Linked DNA regions of Sus scrofa: region 2 is linked to region 1. Evidence: chromatin contacts called from public HiChIP or PLAC-seq data. All regions are on one chromosome and are shown on one strand. The core of a region is the stretch at or near the end of the contact, and the rest is flanking DNA. Distances in the headings are between cores, read along the strand shown.

Region 1 (3,803 bases), core at 293-2,792:
AGGTTTATTGTTTAAAAATGTATCTTCTCAAAGCAAAAAAAAAAAAAAAAAAAAAAAAGCCCATCCCTTTGTCATGTCCTAGCTCTCTCCTCTAAGACACCAATAATGGGGAGTTTAATATAGAAGGACTAATTGGGAGGTTGAGAAAATAAGTTTTGGAAAGACAGTGATGACTTCAGAGTTTTCCTCAGATGGAGATTTCCTTTTAAAAACCTGAACTGAGCTTTTATTAAAACAATAACTGAACTTTGAAATAAGATCAGACTACTGAATTACAATCTCCAGGGGATCTTACGGGCAGCACAGGGAGTTATGTCCAATCTCTTTGGATAGAAGGTAAATGGAAGAATGTATGAGAAAAAGAATGTGTATTGTGTGTGTGTGTGTATGACTGGGTCCCTATGCTGTACAGCAGAATTTGACACAACACTGTAAATCAAATATACTCTAATTAGAAAAAAATCTCCAGAGGGACAGGGATGTGTCTGTGTGGTTTATGACTACATCTTTGGGCCTATGTCAGTACCCAGCTCATAGTAGGCACTCAGTAAAATTGAATGAAACAAAAAAAAGCTGAATGAATGAGTACAGTATCTAAATTAGCATGACTTTCCCTTGGAATAATAGTAAGTCCAAAGGGAATATGTCATCACTTCTTTAGGTCAGTGCTTATTTTGTCTGTTCCAATTAAAAGGAAAAAAATTGTGATGTAAAGGAAACAAAGTGAAATGTTATGCATTTCTATTGCATTTGACATCTGCGGCAGGTTTTAAGTTCATTTCCCAAATCCTATTGTATTGAGATTGTCATATGTTTCTTAGAGGCATTGTTCATTCCAACTTACAGTGAAGTTAGGTCACTGCCATTCTGAGTGGACATATGTTTTGTATTATTAAAATGGCATGTCTTCTGGGCGTGACCGCATACTCCAAACGCTTGCATAATTTCTCTTGATGCTGTGCCATCTTGCCATTGCTGAGGCTAGGGACCAAAGGAGGTCTCACTCCCTTCCTAATATTCTTTTGACCACTTTAGACTATGCTAAGCCTATTCACACCACTAACTGGCTCCGTACTCTGTTTTCTGGTCTTCTCATATTGGCTTATGTGGTCCTCGCCCTTCCCTTTCTTTCCCTAAAATTGGTTTCTGGATGTCATTATACTAATAATAAATAGTATTAATAGCATTATTATATTAATATATTGATGATTATTTTTGTTAATAGCATTATCACAGCACTGCCATGCGTTTACACACACATATACAGAGGGTGAGAGAGTGACTGGTGGATAATTTGGCTATCCTGTGAATGCTAAAATTTCTCACTAAACACATTTTGTGGGTGTGGGTGGTGTTGTTTGTTCCCTTTGCCACTCAAATATCAGGGAAAACATGTGCTTAGGAAACAGAGTCTCCTTTGCCCCATCGGTATGGAAGACATACGCAAAAGGAGTGAAGGGGTGTGTTTGCTGCAGCCAGGGCTCTATGAGAAATAACACTGGTGAAGAAAAGGCTCAAAGAGCAATAAAAGTCCATGACACTTTGTCCTGGCAGAGTAAGCTCATCCTCATCAGCGTTTCCCCTGCCTCAGGCACGTTTGGAATGACCAAAGCAGAGTGGCCAGCTTCTCAGAGGCGGCAAGGCTTTGCATCGCCATCTTCCTCGTCCCAATATGAACAGAACTCTGCCCAATAGTTTCCCACTCTTGTTGCCATTAACACGCTCAGCCTAGTTGAGGCAGGCAGGGATTCTTGGCATTCACAGGGAACCAAGATGATATCTGATCTCCCCACTGGAGAAAAGTGAGAAAGAATGATTCCTTGGGACTCTGAAAATATAAACACAAATAGAAAATTAAAACTGAAGAATTCACTTGGAGTCATAAAAAGTGCTAAACTCTCTGTTGGTCATGTGACTTATTCTTGGCATTCGAGGAGCCAGAGGCTCTTGTGGTCTAATCTGGAGAGCATCCCTAACTCGCTGTGTCACCTTGGCAAATTGGTTGATCTCCTGTGCTGTAGTGTTCGGTCCAGCTGCTAGATGGGATGAAAGCAAGACCTCACTGAAACCAGATGCTGCCTCTCTGAAAGGCTTTCAGCAATAAATAATATCGTATATACTTTGTTCCTGGCAGCAAGTATTGAACTGTTATAACCCCCTGTTTTCACTTGCTTCTAAAATTCTGGAAATTTCTCCTTTGGGCTTGGCTTTTTCCATGCTTGTCCTTAGCCCAAAGCTTTTTGGAAAGTTTGACCAAAATTTCACTTAGCTGTTTTTCCTGAGTGATGGGAGAATAAAGGCAATGCATTGTTTTTTCAGCTCATAAAGTAAATTTCAGTTTTGCCTGGTATATGTCAGAAAAATAGCAGAGCTGCTACCTTTAAAGTCTTTAGTGAAAGAATCATGGGACTGTAAAGAATGCCTGCTGATGACAATTTTAGGTTGCTGAGTGTATCCTTTGTCTTTAAACAAGACCGCATACAATCGGGACACACACACAAAGCTCTAATGCTGTTTTAAAGATGGCCAAAGAAGAAGTCTCCACATTCCCTCATAACCCATCCTCAGTTAAGTTACCAAGACACAACTGCAGCTACAATTGGCTGTCCTCTGTCTTGACCACTTGGTCCATATCTGCATGGTTCCTAAGCTTTATGTACCGGTACTGATCCCCTTGTATGCGTTTTGAATAAAGTTGACCGTGTTTTTCAGGTGACTTTCAAAGAAGCCTTCTCTGATCATCAAACTAGATGATGCATTTCCTCGTGGTACTAACCACATACGTGTGCAATGACATCACTTGTGCTTCCCTGATAGACCCATAGTCCCACTTATGGCAGAGTCAACATCTGTCTTACTCACCGTCTCTGTGGCATTTAGTTTAGTGCTGAACATGGGGTAGAAACCCTTTGCTGAATGAGTTCAGTGACTCTGGGTACAACTGTTGTTAGAATTTTTTCAGAGATTTGTCCAGGCATACATGCATGCATTCAACAAGCATCATTGTCTACTTTATGCCAAGCATTGCTGGGAATCTGTCCTTTAGTAGATAGCACAGAAGTCCTTAAGAATTTCTTCCTTATCCACAAAGCAAAACAATTGTATTATTTGGGCACCATTACTATACCTATAATTGGAATAATTAATAAACTAATAAAGCCAAAGCCAACCCCAAGGAATTTATCATTTACTGAGCATCTGTTATATGCCAGGCACTGTATTAGGTACTGAAAAGAGAACAACTGGTAAGACAGGTCTCCACCAGGAAGTCATTTGTAGGCTAACAGTGGCAAGAATACAAATCCTGAAATAACTATTACTAAAGGTGGAGTGTAATAGAGTCAGATGGGAGCTAAAAGCATGAGAAAGATCACTGTGCCACAAGATACCTTGTGATCCTTTGCAACGTGTCCCAGAGGGTATGTGGCATTTGATAGGTGCTCAAACATTCTTACTGAATGTCTGATTGAATGCATGAATGTTCAGAGGCTGAGGGAAAGGGTCAAGAGTCCTATTAGACTCTGCCTGGGGAAAACCTCTTACAAGAATATCAGCTGGTCTTCAGGTGCCTTTCCCTCAGAGCCAACCCAAATCCCTCTCTACTTGCTCAGCAAGGGACACCAGGAATGTATCTATCGATGCTTTTCAGATTAAAGGATGGTATTGCCAGTACAGGCTCCCTTTGGTCTATATGTATAGCTGCAAGCTCTGAGACCAGTACCTTCAGGGTTTATTAGCTCTGAGACCAGTACCTTCAGGGTTTATTCCATATTTCTTACTCTACATCTTCTAAAAAAATCTGA
Region 2 (3,856 bases), core at 922-3,421, 140 kb after region 1:
TAGGCAAAAGACAGATCTGAAATACATTAGAGTTGAGTTCCAAGAGAACAGAGATTTCTGCTTTGTTCCTTGCTACGTACTTGCCACCTAGAACTAGTGTATAGTAGATATGAATGTAATATGTCTTAAAGGGAGGGATGGTCCTGCAGGACAGAAGTTCCCTGTGCTTAGATGAGTCATCATCCTATAGGCTCAGGGCCACGATGTCAGTCCTGCAAACTGACTTGAGGTGCGTGGGGATGTCCTACAGGCAGATCAAGTGATGGCACCCCGAGACCCCATAGTGGCTGCCAACATGCTAAGCTCCATTCCTTTGGCCATCCTGGATTTTCAAATGAGGAGTCATTGTGGTTACCAGACTGGGAATCATGTCTCCCATATTTTCTCATATTGGAGTTTGGGGGCTTTATTTTCTTTTTTGGCTTCTTGGTATCTGAAATTGCTGTTCAGAGAAGCATATTAAACCATGACTCTTCCATTACCATGCATTTCTGTTACCAACAGAGGAGGTAAATGAATCACTTAAAATGAAACAATTTCATCCTCTTTTGTACATTATAAACATAGCCTTAGCTTTGACTGTAATTATAGTATATGGGTGTTGCTGCTGAGAAAATGATATAATTATAACATTATGGTTGAGAACCGTCTTGAGTAAAAAACACCGAGCTGCAGTGTGCAAAGTTTAAGATGGGATTATAGTCCTTTTTCAATATGAATGAGACTAATTAGCCAACTGCAACTGAGAGCTTTGGAGTATGATATTAATAGTGCAATAATATCAAAGTAACAATGAAGGGAAAATCTAATTTTCCTGTGTTCCTAGGAGTCTTACATGAAAGTATAGTGCAGAGCAAAAAAGTTCACCAACTTGAAGGAACAGGGATAAATCCAGGAAGCTGGGTTAGAAAAAAATCAGCACTCTGACTTGCTTTTTCCCTCTTTCCTCCTGGTGAAAAGACCTTACATTAGGCATATCAACTACCTGAAGTCTCATTTCCCTAAATATGGCGTTTAAAGTTTCAGCTTTAAAATGTTTAAAGAGAAGTCTTAGTTCCCTGAAAATGGCTTTCTTTCCCTTTAATAGACCCATCTAATGGTCTTAGACTTTATGCTACCATAAATTAAAGTTCTATATCCTAACTGGAGTGTTGATGACCACCAACGCAGGGCGTTGGTCAAGTCATGAAGTGTAAAATTTATATCTTTGTTTTCATTGTATGTAAAGTTTATCTCAATTTTTTTAAATTTTGAAAATGTTTTAAAGACCAGAGATTTCCAGCAACATGGAATATAAACAAGTATAAAGAGCAGAGTCAGAAAACCTAGCTGAGAGTAGCTATTCCACCACATAAAAGTCACAGACCTCTTGAGTGAACCTGTTCCCTTTATTTTCAAAAATGGGAATATTTGTGTTTAGACTCTCACCTTTACAGGGATCAGGTGTGACCAAGATATGCACATGGCTTGCAAGTGTTCTAAGACTCTAAACCCTAAGGGGCCCTCAAAGGAGAGGAAAGCATGGGCTGCTGCAAGCAGTGAACAGGGAGACAGATTTCTGTGTCATGGAACGCGGTTCCCAGGTTGTTTTCTCAGCCGGAGGAGGACATGGCCAGCAGTGCAAGGAGCTGTGGACGTGTGTGTATGTGTTTTGGAGGAGGAGAGGGGAAATCATTTGTCTTCCTGAATTCATCTCTCTTCCTGGCTCTTCCTAGAGCCTTAATCCTCTCTTGACCCCAAGGTTCAAAACAGCGACTTTTCACTCTCCTTTGTTAATAGACGTCAGAAAACTGAGATTAAGCTTAGCTTTGTCATACCCTACTTCCTTAGTATGACTTTTAAAATTATTATTATTGCTATTACTATTATTGAAGAGAAATAAAAATAGTAATAGAAGTGAATAGAAATATTTCCTGTACCAGACTGGCAGCTTGTTAGAGCAACTGTCTGCAGATTGGATTGTTTCAGACTTTGCTTGTTTTGTGTAGCATCATCAACAAATTTAGGATAACCCAGAATACCTTAACCCCTTAAGAGCCTGTCGCTTAAACTTCACCAATACTTCTTGTCCTTGCATCAGTGGTGATAATCTTTTCTGCCTGAGAGTTTCAAAAAGGGCAACTGCCTTTCCTCAATTTTCCTTCAAATGAGAGGAGTACTTGAAAAATGAAACTGAAAGCAGTAGCCCTCGGAGTAACCTGACCCCAGCTCTCAGACTCTGAATCAGGCAATCAGGCAACTGTGGCTGGAATTCTGACACTGCTGCTTCCTAGCTGTGGGATTTTGGACAAATTGCTTAACCTCTGAACCTTAATAAGCTGCTGACCTGTAAATGAGGATAAATGCTACCTGCCTTATAAGCATGCATAAAAAGTTCCAGTGAACATGTTAGTTTCCTTCCTTTTTCTATTTAGCTCTGAAAATATGTGGTATAGGAAGTTGTTAACATTTCATTAACACAAGGGAAAAGTATATAAATATACCAAACCTGAGATCTGATATCCTTCAGAATATTTTTTTAAAGGGGCATTAGTCTGGAATTTTATCAATGAAATAAGGAGTATTTGTAAAATGGTAACCAGAATTAATTAAAAACGAACAAAATGCTTTAATGATTCTGAGAAAGATAACCTGAAGATAAATATTCAGAAAAAGGAAATTATCAAAGCAAAAAGATATAGGGCACTTGATGTTTGCAAAGTAATGGAAGCCATAAAACCCCATTAAAGAGGAGACAAAGCCAAAAAGGCTGGTTCTCTTTGAAGGGCTTTTGAAAACAGACATCTGGAAAATTATGGTCTACTCCCTGGGCCTTATTTCCCACTCTGGAAAAGCAGCCGCCTCATGTACAAAAAGATCAGCCAGGAGATGAAATGATTTATCAGAACTGGTGAAAATAATTAAATCTGAAAAGCATGATCCTGGACATGGAGTGGGGTGATTTCTGCAGAGATTTTGAAAATAAAGTAGTTCAATACAAGGATTTGGTTTGACTGTTATAAAGCAATGTGACAGCTTGAGAAAACAGAATGTTCTGAAAATCCTGTTTACTTTGGTGGTGAGCCAGCCATCCAGGGGAGAAACCAGAGTTCTTTTCTTTAAGAAATGTAGGTTTCAGTTGGAAGAAAAAAAATTAGGGTAGGTTTCAGCCTTCAACCTAGTAAATTGGGAGTATTTACTGAGCACCTATTTTAAGCATAAAATCATCTTAAATGACCCAGGGAGTGGATGAGTTAGGGGTCCCAGGGTTATGAAGAAAGAAGATGTGGCTCTTGAACTTGAAGGCTTACAATTTATTTGAGAGTTCTTTGTCCCCATTTTCCTTATACTGTGATGTTATTCAAAGTCATATAAGATGCCACATAAATTCACTGGGGATAATATTACAGAGAGCAACAGTGACACTTAAATGCTTCCATTATATTCACTACCCCAGTTATCTGCAGTTGCCTGGGGAAATTGCAAGCAAGGACAGGAAAATGCCAGTACCAGCCAGTTCCAGATAATGAAATTATTTGCTCCAAAAACTTTCACTGTATTACTAAATTAGATTGGTTAGGACTAAAAAGCAATAGGACTGATTTTCTTATGTGACTCATGAATTCATTTAACTCTAAAGATAATTCCCCAGGAAGAGTTTTAAAAATGCTTTGAGCAGTAACAACCTCATTGGGATTTATTCAAAACTTCCCAAGATACTCACTTTTAAAGATAATATCATTTAACTATATGAGTGCCAGCATGATAATTAAAATGATTCATTTTATTACTTTGAAGATAAAGTTAGAAAAAGAATTGTGTGTGTGTGTGTACATGTAAAATATGTGACCGCGTCACTTTGCTATACAGCAGAAAT

The links. HiChIP or PLAC-seq counts read pairs in DNA pulled down with a chosen protein or histone mark.
Region 2: an H3K27ac HiChIP or PLAC-seq map of skeletal muscle shows a contact between it and region 1. The contact joins two enhancer-like sites. A contact is called at or near these places in 1 of 47 Hi-C or Micro-C datasets (skeletal muscle) and 1 of 2 datasets of contacts at active chromatin or transcription factors (skeletal muscle).

The regions. Positions count from the first base shown.
Region 1 is chr16:27,216,834-27,220,636 of Sscrofa11.1, forward strand. It overlaps a transcript of GHR not described here. Among named protein-coding and RNA genes, the nearest start is that of GHR, 40 kb to the right of the region's middle. Within about 2 kb of position 1,543, at least 5 of the 83 cell types and tissues checked have an H3K27ac peak or open chromatin away from gene starts, as enhancers often do. A contact at or near this core is called in skeletal muscle, where this site is marked.
Region 2 is chr16:27,353,365-27,357,220 of Sscrofa11.1, forward strand. All of the region lies in intron 2 of GHR (growth hormone receptor), which reads left to right. Among named protein-coding and RNA genes, the nearest start is that of GHR, 96 kb to the left of the region's middle. Within about 2 kb of position 2,172, at least 36 of the 83 cell types and tissues checked have an H3K27ac peak or open chromatin away from gene starts, as enhancers often do. A contact at or near this core is called in skeletal muscle, where this site is marked.